Linked DNA regions of Mus musculus: all the other regions are linked to region 2. Evidence: chromatin contacts called from public HiChIP or PLAC-seq and promoter capture Hi-C data. All regions are on one chromosome and are shown on one strand. The core of a region is the stretch at or near the end of the contact, and the rest is flanking DNA. Distances in the headings are between cores, read along the strand shown. Region 1 overlaps Znrf2 (zinc and ring finger 2). Region 2 holds the start of Plekha8 (pleckstrin homology domain containing, family A (phosphoinositide binding specific) member 8). Region 3 holds the start of Prr15 (proline rich 15).

What was found. Promoter capture Hi-C pulls out the DNA fragments that hold promoters and counts their contacts. HiChIP or PLAC-seq counts read pairs in DNA pulled down with a chosen protein or histone mark.
Region 1: a contact with region 2 is called in an H3K4me3 HiChIP or PLAC-seq map of embryonic stem cells, with 12 read pairs. The contact joins the enhancer-like site here to the promoter of Plekha8 in region 2. A contact is called at or near these places in 6 of 39 promoter capture datasets (3T3-L1-derived adipocytes, the C10 cell line, the HPC-7 cell line and 3 more), 8 of 115 datasets of contacts at active chromatin or transcription factors (bone marrow-derived macrophages, embryonic fibroblasts, embryonic stem cells and 4 more) and 2 of 9 other capture datasets (adipose tissue and pancreatic islet).
Region 3: a promoter capture Hi-C map of stem cell-derived epiblast-like cells shows a contact between it and region 2, with 3 times the contacts expected there. The contact joins the promoter of Prr15 here to the promoter of Plekha8 in region 2. A contact is called at or near these places in 8 of 39 promoter capture datasets (the C10 cell line, cranial neural crest, embryonic stem cells and 4 more), 1 of 484 Hi-C or Micro-C datasets (embryonic stem cells) and 2 of 115 datasets of contacts at active chromatin or transcription factors (embryonic stem cells and pancreatic cancer cells).

The regions. Positions count from the first base shown.
Region 1 is chr6:54,848,746-54,853,340 of GRCm38.p6, reverse strand. All of the region lies in intron 1 of Znrf2 (zinc and ring finger 2), which reads right to left. Among named protein-coding and RNA genes, the nearest start is that of Znrf2, 34 kb to the right of the region's middle. Within about 2 kb of position 2,005, at least 64 of the 459 cell types and tissues checked have an H3K27ac peak or open chromatin away from gene starts, as enhancers often do. A contact at or near this core is called in embryonic stem cells and memory CD8 T cells, where this site is marked.
Region 2 is chr6:54,592,037-54,596,406 of GRCm38.p6, reverse strand. Plekha8 (pleckstrin homology domain containing, family A (phosphoinositide binding specific) member 8) reads right to left here and starts at 1,296. Exons shown (of 14, transcript NM_001164361.1): 1 at 936-1,296. The coding sequence starts at 975. Fkbp14 (FK506 binding protein 14) reads left to right here and starts at 3,233. Exons shown (of 4, transcript NM_153573.2): 1 at 3,233-3,560. The coding sequence starts at 3,364.
Region 3 is chr6:54,324,455-54,328,874 of GRCm38.p6, reverse strand. It overlaps Prr15 (proline rich 15), which reads right to left and starts at 1,974. Exons shown (of 2, transcript NM_030024.3): 1 at 1,565-1,974. The region is part of intron 4 of 9130019P16Rik (RIKEN cDNA 9130019P16 gene); the gene reads left to right.

The DNA of each region.
Region 1 (4,595 bases), core at 756-3,255, 260 kb before region 2:
CTCAGGTGTTTGTCCCTGGTTTGAGACCTAACATCTGGGTACAAATACTAGTTGCACTACAAACTATAACGATGACAATGTTGATAACGGTAGGTACACAATGGCATCCTGATGACGATTAAAGAGAATATAAAGCCTAAAGCACAGGATTCAACAAACAGTGGCTGTTCTTTTCTTCTAGAAACCAACCAATGACAAGTAAAAGAAGACTGATGCTCAGCCCTAGCCTTGTGAATATTTTAACAGGACAGGTAACGGAGAGATTTCCCCTCCTCCAAACGAGGGCAAAAATCACCCTTACCATCAGTCAGAAGCTTCTGCAGAATGGCAGGGAAGCTAAGTACTCAGGCCCCATTCTAACAGTTTGTGCTGCCAGGAGTCAACCCCCAGTGCCTCCAGGGGGGAAAAAAAAAGGCAAGCCTTATCAGTGAAGTAAAGTCCTGATCTCCATTCCTCGTGAGATTTACATATCAATGCATTATTCTACAAAAGCAGTAAGTTATGCAGATGCAATGTGATTAGCCATGGGAGGTCCTAGCTCCTGCAGGCAAAGAAGGGGAGGTTATCTTCTCCAAACCAGAGTCCAGGCAGGGGGTGAGGGGGATGGGGGGGGGGCGGGGGGAAGGTAGCCAGGTTCAACACTAGGCTGGCTATGTGGATGGCACTGATCCAAGCTCGCAGGTTCTTGTATTTTAACCTTTATGTTTTAATTGACTAATAATTACTATAAGGAAATAATAGATAGGCTTACTCTAAGTATATATGAGCTGAACAAATTAATGAGACAAATGTGTTTACAAGACATTTTATAAAGTAATCTCCATTGGCTATACCAGGCAATACGGACCTCCAAATATGGCAGCTGTCCTCTCTTCAATAGTGCAAAGTATAAAGGGAATGAATATAGGTCCAACTGGAAAGAAATCCAAAGTAGCAGAACTGAGCTCTGCTTCTGGCTTGCTGCATCTTGGCTCCTGTTATGCACGATCATTACTGTACACACATGCCATCTGTCTTTGGACTTGACTTTTCATATTATTTCCCATTATTACCTTAATACAAATTTAGTGAAACCATTTCATTCTTTTCCTCCAAGAGAACAACTATGTCACCTGTTTTTGCTCAAGTAAATATACTTTGTTTTCAGGTATTTGTTAAAAACCTATTTCCATCTCTTCAAGTTCAAATCAAGTTTTATCATGTAATCTCTTCAGATCTTAAGCCCGAAACAACCTCCCTTAGCCTGTGAAGAGCCCAGAGTAATTCCACCCTCCTCTTACTGCATGCAAGCCTTCAAGCAGGTCTTTTCAATTGCAGTAAAACCACCGGGTCTGCAGGAGCCCCATAAAGGCTAAGATAAGACCAAGGCCTTAAAATAGCCTTGAGCAACATCCTGCTATCTGCCACACCCTGCGCTCCAGAACTAACCCTCATATGAATTCCTTTATTATCCCCTGAACATCTGCTTCAAAAGGAGACTGCTTATGCCCTTTCAAGGTCATTGTGTCAGCCCCTGAGCCTGACCATATCCCTAACTGGTTAGCAGCATTTTCCCGTAAAGTTGCTTTTAATTTACTACTTTGGTGATCCTTTCCTCATTATCTGTGCATCGTCCTAGGAACTGATGCGGTTAATTACAATATGAAATTCTATTTAGTCTCCTGTTTTGTTTGTAAAGTACAGTTTAAAACAGATACCGTAGAGCAGACCAAGATTGTTTAATTCATATATGCTAGGTGTTTAGCAGCCCTCTAACCTGTCAGAAATCTGCTAAATATGCCACTTAATATGTTTAAACTTACTGTGACAGAGACTCCCAAGTCCTAAGAGTGATTCCCCCAAACCTCCAAGAAGAGAAGGACACACAATACCAGAGGACACCACCTGGAGTGTGGTGCGCTAACCACTGGGCATAAATGTGCCAATGCTTTACCTGCTGCCAGGGCCTGGTTTAAACTGTGAACAGAGGACACTGGAGAACAACTGCCACGTGTTGCTTAAGACAAGGTGAGGGGATCTCTACCAAGTTCCTCCTCCACAGGAAGGCCTCTCAGATGTGTGGGGCCTGGTAGCTGAAGACTGATCCTTTGTTGGAGCTGTGTCCCCAACAAAGCCATTGATATCACAGGAACCTAGTGGGGTAATGGGTAAGTCTGTCATTTTAAATGACACAAAGGCCAATTACAGTACAATTTATCCTTCTACCTGCCAGTGGGTTTATGCTTCAAAAGAAGACTGCTTTTGCCCTTTCAAGGTTGTTGTGTCAGCTCCTAGCCTGACCAACACTCTAAACCAGTTAGAAGCACCCCCCCATCCCACCCCCCCCCCCCTGCAGTGAACGAAGTTGCTTTTGGTTTACTTCAGACTTTGGGGGGTCCTTTCCTCATTACCTGCTCACCCGTGAGCCCAACAGCCTCCATATTCACTCTATGTGACATCACTGCTGCTATGTACATCTTCTCTCTCAAGTGTGATACCCTCTGTGAGGCAGAAGTTATACATCCTTATATATTCTGTGTATATATTCTATTCCCAATTCCTCTCCCACCTAGACCTACAGACAACACTGAATACCTAAACCACCTTAGCTTCAATTCTACAGAGGGAATAGCAGCAAAATTAAGAAGCAGAACAAAGAACTCTAATTATGGCTAATCATAATCACAAGCAGTCAAGTCCTAAACCGCTCATGATTTTCCAAATTTATTTATAAAGAAAAACTGTTTCAAACATACTAAAATTAACCACTTTCTGTAAGCAAACAAGTTTTATAATACACAGCTAAAGTTCTGAAGTCTAACCTGAGAAGACAGCCATTTCAGCTGCTAGGGAGACCTATTAAATGGTAGGCATGTATAGGATTAACTGCTAGGAAAAAATTCTCCTAGAAATACAAGATAAACAACCTCCTAAGCCAGGACAAGACACAGATCGCCTACCCTGACTTTCTAATAAGAATAACTTCAGCTCAAGAGGTCAATGGAGAAAACAGCAAATGAAATCCCCAGCACTGAACCCTACTTCTATTAAGAGCAAAATATGTGAAATGAAAGCACCAGACCAGGGAAGAGCACAATGTAGCAAAATACATTCCAAAACAAGGTTGCTTGCTACATTGTAACCTTGTTCAACAAGTGCTTTATAGTCTAAAGACAAGATTCTCTAATGAATCATCCAAAGTAATCCTGAAGGAACATACATAACTCATGTCAACAGAGATCACTGCATAGCAGAGATTCTTGGAAATGTATTTCACATGGGTCCAAGTTTTAAGCCCATTAAGGAAAGTCAATGTTTTCTATTGTCTGCCTGTGTCTGATAAGTCTTTGTTCATTTTTTTCCGGTAGTCTTTACAAAATCATTACTTTTGAAGATAATGGAAACAGGAAATGAATGAAGCAAGGTTTAGGTGACCTATTTTGTGTAGTCCAAAAGTCATTAATACTACTTTGGACACAAAGTAATAAGCATTCAAATATCTGAGTGAAAGGTCATCCAAAGATTTGCTGGTTGTTTAGACTGAAGGATACAGAAAGGATTCACTAAATGTCTTACAATAGCTTTTAAAAACAATTAAGCCTTCCAGTTTTCTGTAAGTTTCTGTTTTTAAACAACAATCACCCCCACCCTCCCCCCACCCTCCCCCACCCTCCCCCACCCTCCTACTTCCTGAGAACAAAGCCACAGCAGAGGAGCAGACACTCTCCAGCTTTACCCAGTGCACACACCTTCAGTGCAGTCCAAAAGACGCTACAGTAAACCACTCCCACTTCATGCTCAAGGTTGTGAGGCTGGAAACGGTCCTACAGGAGCATCCAATCTCCTTTTATAGAGAAAAGCCAATGCAGTAAGAATTCTACCCTTTGCTTATTTACAATTTATACTTAAACAACACTCTCTTAGTCTATCCTCACCCTCAGTGCCAAACAGTCACTGGGCTCAGTCAATCAAGATGATCATATTTGTGACTTCCCCCTAACCTGTGTATGCACGCCTGTCTGTCTCTGTCTGTCTCTGTCTTGCCTCTGTCTCTGTCTCTGTCTCTGTCTCTGTCTCTCTCTCTCTCTCTCTCTCTCTGTGTGTGTGTGTGTGTGTGTGTGTGTGTGAAGCCTAGAGATCTGGAAGCTAGAATGACTATAAAACCTCAGGAGTGGGTCATCCTCATGGATGCTCTTTGTGTAGAGAAAAACTGATATTGAAAACCACAGGTGACTAGAAAGCAATGCTGCCTGACCAACACAGAAAATGAAGAGTGGGATTTCTTCTTTATTTCTAATCTGTGAGTGAATTTATGTATCTTACAAAAAAATGTCCAGTAAAATGCAATTGCTCTCATCAACCAAACAACAGAAAAGGGGAACAGAAACAAAGGTGAGGTGGAATGGTTGAAAAGTTGGGGACAGGCCAGTTCCATGAGAATCAAATCAAACCCCAGGAGGTAATGCAAACATTTTTGGTAAAGTACCCAGTAAGGAAACAAAGATCAATGCCTCAAAATGGCCCCCCATAACTAGTAATGAAGGGCAGTGAGACAGGGACAGGATGATCACTAAAGGAAAACAAACGAAACAACAATTCAGGAAATGCTTTGAGTG
Region 2 (4,370 bases), core at 47-2,546:
CTGACATCAGTGGAGATCCTTGAAGTGAAGGCCAGGTCTTAAGGAAAACCTTCTCATCAGACCCTCGGGTAGAGATTTTAAAAAAAATGAATTAACTGTGCTAACTACTATACTACTTGGAGATTCCAGGTACATGCTGACAGGTGTACTTCTGCCTGTACTGGGCTGTGACTTCCTCAAAGTTACTCTGCCAGATCTTCACAAGCCATACACACCTGTCCTTACTACAGAACTGCCCCACCAAAGGATGGGGAAACCCTAGCTCTAGTTGGTAAGATTTCTAGTTTCTGCATCCCCACTGACACGTTAAATGTTAACCCATTTTCCCTAACAAAAAAGTTTAACTTTAAAACGCACCCAGCACTGTTCATATAGCATAGTACTTATAAAATACTGGCTGCTTGGATGAAAATAATGTTCGTTGAGAATCATCTTCAAAGCTGAGGAATAGTTCTAACTTCTGGATAGTTGGAAAGTGCTTCCAAGAGCTAGAAAGGGGGCAGGGTGCTATTTTAAGCCATTGTGCTGGGCAAGACAAGGACACCGTTGTTAATATCTGCATTCATTTTTATGACAGAGTTCTGAAACAAAAGAAATGTTCGGAGAGAAAAGGCCGATCGCCAGCGTACACTTCAGGGCTTAGGGCTGCGGTGCTAGAGTTCCACTACCTCGGTCGGCAGGGGGATGACCCTGAAGGTGCCTAGGGAGATCGACTGCGTGGAGACTCTGGAATCCAGGGGTTGGTGGCACTCGGCACCCTGCAGCTGGGCTGCGCGGCCCAAGCGAGGCCGCCCCCCACCCAATTCGCGAGATTGAGGTGGACCCCGCAGCGGACCCAGGCTGCCGGCTTCACCCGGTACCCAACTCTCCATCCGGGCCGCGAGCCGGCGGAGGGTGCCGCCTGGCGCACCGCACCCACGGAAGCCGGCACTCACCGCTCAGGTAGTTGGTCCACTTGTACAGCACGCCCTCCATGGCACCCGCGGGCCCCTCGTCGCCCCGGCCCGCCGCGGGGACGCCGGGCCGGCCTCACATCCTGGGCCCGGGGGCGGGGTCACCGCGACAGCCTGGGAGCACCAGCTCCGGGTCCCGGGGGCTGCGCCTGCGCCTGGCGCAGTCGGTGTGGACGCCGCAGAGCGGCCGCCAGAGAGAGGCGAGGGAGGCGCGGGAGGCGCGGCCCCTGTGGCGGCGGTCGCGGGCGCCTTCCTGCGGCCACTGAGCCCACAGCGCCCGCCCCGGCGCGCTCGCGCATGCTCACTGCGCTGTGCGCACGCTACCAAATCCACGCCAGGGTTTGGCCACTGCGCGGAGGGGCTGACCGGTGGGCGGGGCTCCGATGCGCACGCGGGTGGCAGGTCACCCATGGGGGTCTAGGCTCCAGGGATCCAGCTTTTAATGACAAGTTTGTCAGTGGAGGAGGATGCGGGCTGAGACCCGGAATCCTCGGATGAGGCTAGTCTGTAGTTTCCGGATGCACTTCTGTGTAAGGCGCTGTTCAAACTGCCGGCCTCTTGACTGGAAGCTTGGTCTCTGGACCGCAGACATTGACTTCACCTGGGCTTCTGTTAAAAAAAAAAAAAAAATCTCTCGGGGGTTCCAGACCTTTTGGATTAAAAATCGGCACTTTTACAAGCTCTCCAAGGGGAATTTCTAAGTACATGAAAGTATGAAAATGCACTGTTGTCAGGATTTTTATCCAAGAAAAGTGTCTATCACAGGTTAGATGGAAGGTGAATGTTGAGAAGAAGCACAACACAACCAAATGTTAGTGTTATAGAAATATGCTCTCAAGGGCTAAAGTGCAGGCATTTTTTCCCTTAGTGTAAGGTTGACAGGTTTAATAAATAATATATCACTTAGTTGGTTATTTGCCTGACTGCACACCTCAATGCCCTGTTTTTGTTGTTGTTTTGTTTGTGTTTTGTTGTTGTTTTAATCTCTTTTGGTGATTTCTAGTTTCTTCTCAGATTGCAGCAATGGACTACATCTGAAATGAGGGCAGCCGTTTAGAACTTTAAGCTGTATAATTGTTAAAACAAGTGCTCTCTCTCTCTCTCTCTCTCTCTCTCTCTCTCTCTCCGTCCTTAAGTATTATCTACTCACCACCAAGGTCACATAAGTGACGAATTATTAGCAGTCACTCATTGACAGCGATGTTTGTAGAATGAAATCAAGCCAAGTCTTAAGGTGGAGTGCCAATTCTTTTCGGCCAAGTGAACTTAAGCAGGGCACTAACTTCTAACCTAATTTTTTTTTTAAACTAGCTTCTCTCCGGGCTAGTTTTTTGCAACTTGATGCAGGCTAGAGTAATTTGGAACGAGGATCTCCGAACCATAAGATTTACCTGTAGGCAAGTCTCTACTGCTTTTTCTTAAATACTGATTGATGTGGAAGGGTCCAGTTCACTGAGAGTGGTGCCACCCTTGGTCAGGTGATCCTAGGTGCTATTAAAAAAAAAAAAAAAAAGCAGGCTGAGCAAGCCAGTAAGCAGCACTCCTCTATGGCCTCTCTACATCAGCTCTTGCTTCCTGATTACTGTTTTGAGTTCCTACCCTGCCTTCCCTGGATAATGGACTATGATATAGAAGTGTAATAGGTAAAAATCCTTTCCTCCCCAACTTGCTATTAGTCATGATGCTTTAACCCAAGAATGGAAACCCTAAGACACTGTCTAAATGGGGGGGGGGGGGGGAGTGGGTGGGTGGGAATAGCCACGTTAAGTTAGTGAGGATCTTGCACCAGAGTGTGCTTTGCGAACCTTAAAGCATCCTAGTAGGTCCTTAGAGTTTCTGTTCTAAATTAGTAACCATAGTTCTGAGCCTTTATTTGTGGCATCTTGAAGAAGGCTGCTTCTCAGTGTCTGGTCTTTCCAAAAACCCGAGTGTCACCTGGCTCCAGACTCCGCAGCTGGAATACTTCACTGAAACAACCCTTCCCCCATCTCCCACCCCCGAGGATGTTAGCCTGGATCCAGCTGCCTTCCCGAGGTGGGAGAATTTCCTAATCAGCGGGCTCTAGGACTGTTCCGAAGGGGCACATCCGAGCCCAGGGCCCAACAGCACACAGAACCACTACATTTTTTTCGGCGCCATTGGCTGGGAGGCGCCTGAGGGACAGCAGCGCCAGCCAGTGGAAGGACGCCTTTCCCTAGAAGCTGCCTTATTAGAACCAATCATGTTTGGATGGGGCTTTAACTCTTTATTGTGAGTTCGCTGTCTGTGTGAAAATTGTTAGAAAAAGTGCCACGTCTTCCTGGGAGTGTGTCTGTTGGGGGAGTCCTGAACTTGCTTGGCCTAAGCTGTCTCCGCTTTTGGCACATTTTTAACTCTATGAAGTCGGGGGCCTTTCCTCTGCTTTGGTAACATGAGGTTTTTCTTGTGGAACGCTATCTTGGCACTGTGGGTCACGGTTCTGAGCGGAGCTCTGATTCCTGAGCCAGAAGTGAAAATCGAAGTTCTCCAGAAGCCATTCATCTGCCATCGCAAGACCAAGGGAGGGGATCTGATGTTGGTCCACTACGAAGGCTATTTAGAAAAGGACGGCTCCCTGTTTCATTCCACGTAAGTAATTACGCCTTGCAGGCAGAGTGATAAAGGGCCCACCCATTCACACTAGCCTGTGAAGCTAACAGTTCCTTTACCTCTACAAACTGAAACAAAAAACTGAAATACCTGTTTCCCTTTGGAGAAAGAAAATTGTCAAACCCGTTCTATAGGTCAAGACCATGAAAGAAATTCCTGGATACATGGAGTCTTGACAAATTAATTTCATTATCATTTTATTCTATATAAAATTATATCTAGAGTATTTGAGGTTTTACAGAAATACTTAGGTTATAATTAAGCAGCCAATAGAAAAGGCTTAACAGATTTTTCTGTCTTGAACTCCATTCCATAGGTAAAATATCCGATTCCCCTTTTAATTGTGCAAAAAAAAAATGTTAAGATGTGTCATTTTTCTTCAACAGCAAAATGCACAATCATCTATTTGCCTGCTTCTAAAAGATACACAAATAACTGTTTCAAGCGACCTGTTTAACTTCTTGGCAGGTGGCATTTTGGCCAAAGCACAGGATGACAGAAAGTCATTCCTTCTAGAAAGTCAGGCTTCATCCATGGCAAAGGTGTGGTTATAGAAGTAAAAAGTAGAAGGATTTCCAGATGTTTTACACTCGCTTTTCTTTTTTATAAACAAAGATTTGGCAGATAATGTTACCAAGTGTGATGATTTCCATTCAGAAAGTATTTAACCAGCACCTCCTTAGGGCCGGTCAGAAAGTTCACCTTCTAGTCATCTGCATCCATTCATTCATTCAGCCCGGGAAGCCACACCTCTGCCTGGAGATGCAGAGAGGGAAAACACAGGAAAGG
Region 3 (4,420 bases), core at 725-3,224, 270 kb after region 2:
CCTGACTGTATAAGGACCACTACAGGTGCCCACCTACCTACCCTACAACCGCTGCCAACCACTACATGTGCCCACCTACCCTTAGAACCGCCACCCTTCAGAGGAACACCAGGAGGGGAATGTGTGGGTGTGGGGTGGGGAACCTAGCTTGTCCTGCCCACTACAGATGAATAAAGATCAGGTATTTTCTTTATTAGTGATTGAAGAGGGAGTTCCCAGCCCATTGTGGGTTAGACTATTTCTGGGTTGGCAGTCTTGGGTTCTATAAGAAAGCAGGCTGAAATCCAGGCAGTGGTGGCACATGCCTTTAATCCCAGCAATCCGGAGGCGGGCAGAGGCAGGCAGATTTCTGAGTTCTAGGCCAGCCTGGTTTGAGTTCCAGGACAGCCAGGACTATACATAGAAACCCTGTCTCGAAAAACAAACAAACAAAGCAAAGCAAGCAAGCAGGCTGAGCAAGCCATAAGGAGCAAGCTAGTAAGCATGGCTCAAATTTCTGCAGTCTTTTTCTAGGATGAGCGGTGATGAGCGGTGTATCCAAGTGAGAAAGCGGGGAGCATAAATTCATGGTTGTGCTTACTTCAAACTGCTTCAAACCACTTCTGCCTTGTGATTTTCAGAGGCTGTCTAGACTTAACTTCCCTTGGAAACCGCCATCCCACTCTTCCTTTAACTCCCTAGAGCCAATCTCCACACTGTTGGAAGGCCGCGGGTCCCAACCCTTCTTTCATAGTTCTCTATCTCTTGAGGATTTTACTTATTGTAAACAAAGTCTTCTGGTACTTTTCTTTGCTGGTTGCCTTTCCATCCTCCAAAGGAGAGCGCCCAACCAGGAACTCCAGAAAACCATTGAATAACGGAGCCCAGACGCTCCTGATAGTGCAAGCCAGACTCTTGGCACACTTCCTGTGAGCGTGCTACTGGACACGGCCACCACGAGTGGGCAGGGCTCGCGCGCGCCGCCCATTTCTAGGTTTCAGCTCCGCCGCTTCGCAGCCCACGCACCGCGGCGCTCCTGGGATTCGCCAGTGCGCAGGAGGGAAACTTGTGCGGCCGTTTGTTGTTGCAGGTTCTCCCGGAACTGCCTGGTAGAGGAAGTCTCTGCGCCTACGGGGAGGCGCCATCTCCTCCCTGGGGATGTCCTGAGGACTCACTCGGACTGGGGCTTGAAAACCGTAAAAGCAGAACCAGCTCAAAGTTCTTTCCCTAAGAAAGGCGCCCACACCCTTAGGCACCGTCAACGTTGGGGTCTACAAACGTCTTACTCCCTATTCTGCAGATCGGAAAAACACCGCACCCCAAGGCATTTATTAATGGTGGTGGGCAGCCACCCAACACTTTCTTTTCCACAGTGACCAACTTGGTGTGTACGGAAAGGCTTTGTGAGAATTGCGCAAGGAAAAGATGGCAAATAATGCAAAAGTAGGCAGATCACTGTTCTGGGGGGGGCCTCTCCTCTGGCAGCAGGAGGAGGGGCACTGCAAAGCGCTAGACAGCATTCTCCAGGGACTTCGTAGCGCCAGGGCCTGCCTTGTGAGACGCAGAGGGACTCTGGTTCACTCACCTGTAGGGGCTTTCAGGGCCACTGCGGCGCCGCGCTGCGCCGCGCGGGCTGTCTAGAACACGGAGGGGGCGTCTCCGGGTGCCTGAAGCTTAGTCGCGGTGTCCCTTATCGCTGACTAGGAGAGATGCAGGAATCGTTGTTGCTGATCTCGCCCAACACCCCTGACACTCGCACACTGTCGGAACAACCTGGGGTTGGCAGCACGGTCCGCTCAGGTGGCAGGGACTGTCAGATCCTCCGCCCCAGGGTGAGTCTGGTCAGCCTTTCCCGGTGGGAGTCTCACATTCTAGGGCGCGTCCTTTCTTCCCGTTCACTCTGCTCTCTGGCCTCAGCTAGACAGGACCTGGGCTACTGACTCCGGCGCACTACCCTTCCTGAGCGTCCGTAGGAACGCGCTGAGACATCTGCCCACTTGCTGGTGGTTGGCCAAAGGCCTGAAGACACCAGAACTGAGGAGGAGGGGAGGGTCAGGGTGGGACAGGAGGCGGCCGCCAGGCTACAGGTGCAGGTAGGCGTCCCCGCCCTTCTGGGGACCAGATTGGACGAGGTTGCAAACGTGGTTCCAGCCCTGCGGACTCTGATTGGAGAAAAAGCTGTGCTGCGCCGCCTCCCTGCTCGCGTTCCGTTCTTGCGCTGAGGTTTGAGTCCCAAGGCTTTCAAATTTTCTAACTCGGAGAGCTGATTCAAACTCTGTCATTGTTTGGGAGTTTCAAGCGCCCTTACCTAAAAGACTAAGAGTTGAGAACCATGTCGTTGCTGTCATCGGGCGCTATCCTAGTACTATAACTCACTTGGGTCAACTCACTTGGGTTAACTCACTTGCTCATCAGACCGCCCCAGGCCTGGGCACTATGGCTCCTAACAGACCTGCAAAGGAACCATGGCTTTGCGGAGGTTAAACAGTTGTCCAGGATTGCATGCTGAAGGGCAATCTCGAAGTAACGGGGTTGGAAGTTTGATTCCAGCTTATCAGCTTGTTAGTCTTGGGTTCTTACCATAACTAAGTGCCTATGCTACAAAGCATCTTTCGCGTTTGGGCGACCGCGCATCGACACCCATCCAAGCATATTACTCCAGCCCAGAGCCACTGAGAGGGTGAACCAATGGGCCCCAGCACCGTGCAAGGTGCTTTAGCTCGGTGGTTATTTGTCAAAAACGGTATTAGAGGAGACATTTCTCTAACTAAGGCGAAGTTACGACTTGAAAGAGATTTTGGGGGTCTCTAGGCTTGCAGACATGCAAGTAGGACCCTTTCTTTGCCTCTAAGGTAGGCAGTCCAGGCAATTTGTCTGCTTTGAGCACTTTCTGCGGGACAAGCCTGGTGAGAGACAGATCACCAACCAACTCTGATCTCTTGCAATAAGGATTTGATAAGCAGGCAGGAATTTTATAGAGACTTTCAATACAGTAGGGAAGAGGAAAATACAAGGACTTGGTTGGTGTCTTAGTTTGGATTCAATTAAAAAATGAAAGATGAACATACACTGTGTATTTGGAAATGATTTGTTTCTAACCAGAGATTAGAGAACTCCCCTCCCCCTTCCTCCCTCTGCCCCTTTCTCTCTCCTCCCCCTTTCCCCTCCTTCTCTGCCCCCCTTCCTCCTTCCTTCCTTTCTTTATTGGTGGAATTTCACTATGTAACTAAGACTGGATTCAAACTCTGGCATACCACCAAAACTGACTCTTGAGGTTAGTTTTAAAGTGGGGACACTGAACCATAACACTGGTACTTGATAAAGACTAGTTGCCAGCTTTAAAGGAAGCTTTCCGGAGGCAGATGTCATATGATGAGAAAAGCTTGTCTGGGGAGTCGCCACCACCACCGTTTATGGAGCTGGGACATGCCCTTGTCAAGCACATTGTTGAAAGAATGAAGACACCAGGAAAAGGACACTAGCTTGCTGAATGGCTTTTCATCTAGTGTGGTTTTCACAAAGCCACAAGCATTTTCTCAATAAACAAATCCTTCATCTCTCAATAAGATAGCTCCTCAAATACATTCAGCAATGTCAAATGTCTCTGTTATGCCTCCTGGGTTGAGTGGAAGCACCTTATAAATGAGAGAACCACTAGATGGGGGTGAATATATCCATAGAAAGGTGAAGTGTGTGTGTGTGTGTGTGTGTGTGTGTGTGTGTGTGTGTGTGTGTGTGTGTGTGTAATGAATAGAGTCATGAAAAGCAGGGTAAACAGCAGCTAAGAGAGCCTCAAGGTGTGAAGGATGCTGGGCTTCTCAAGGCTCAAAGGGCAGGTGGGTGATGTAAGCACAGAGTGTGGCTGGGCAGACCTGGGAGGTGACACTGGGCAGCTGAGTAGGACACAGACTTTCAATGGCAGCTGGGACTGGGGCCAATGCAGAGTCTTAACAGTTGCTTTCTTGGCAAAATAAATGATCACCCACTTAAGGAATGAGTTTCTAGAACTGGGTGCTAGGAACTAAGGTCTTGGAGACCTTGCAGAATCTTGGAGTTTAGCGCTGACATTTTTGCTCAGCAAACCTGAAATTTCTGGAGGCGCTGGGAAACTGATCATGTCACTACATCTCTCCAGTAGGGGTGGGCTTTGGAAGGAATCTGAACAAATGCTTAAGGAATACAGCCGATCATACCAGAGAAACCAACGTACCCTGCACTCATCCTAGAGAACTGTGGTGTGTCTTGGCTTTGTTCTTCTTACTCTTGCTGACCTCACGTTCATATCTCCTGTTCTTGTCCTTTCCTTCTTTGTTAGCTCCATGCCTTTCTCCTTTTCTTCTCCATCTCTATGGTCACCCCTGCCCTTTGACAGTTAGACATGCCTTTTCCTTCACAGCCTCCAACTCTGTCACTCTGAACATGCTGTTGTGCTCTCTTTGGG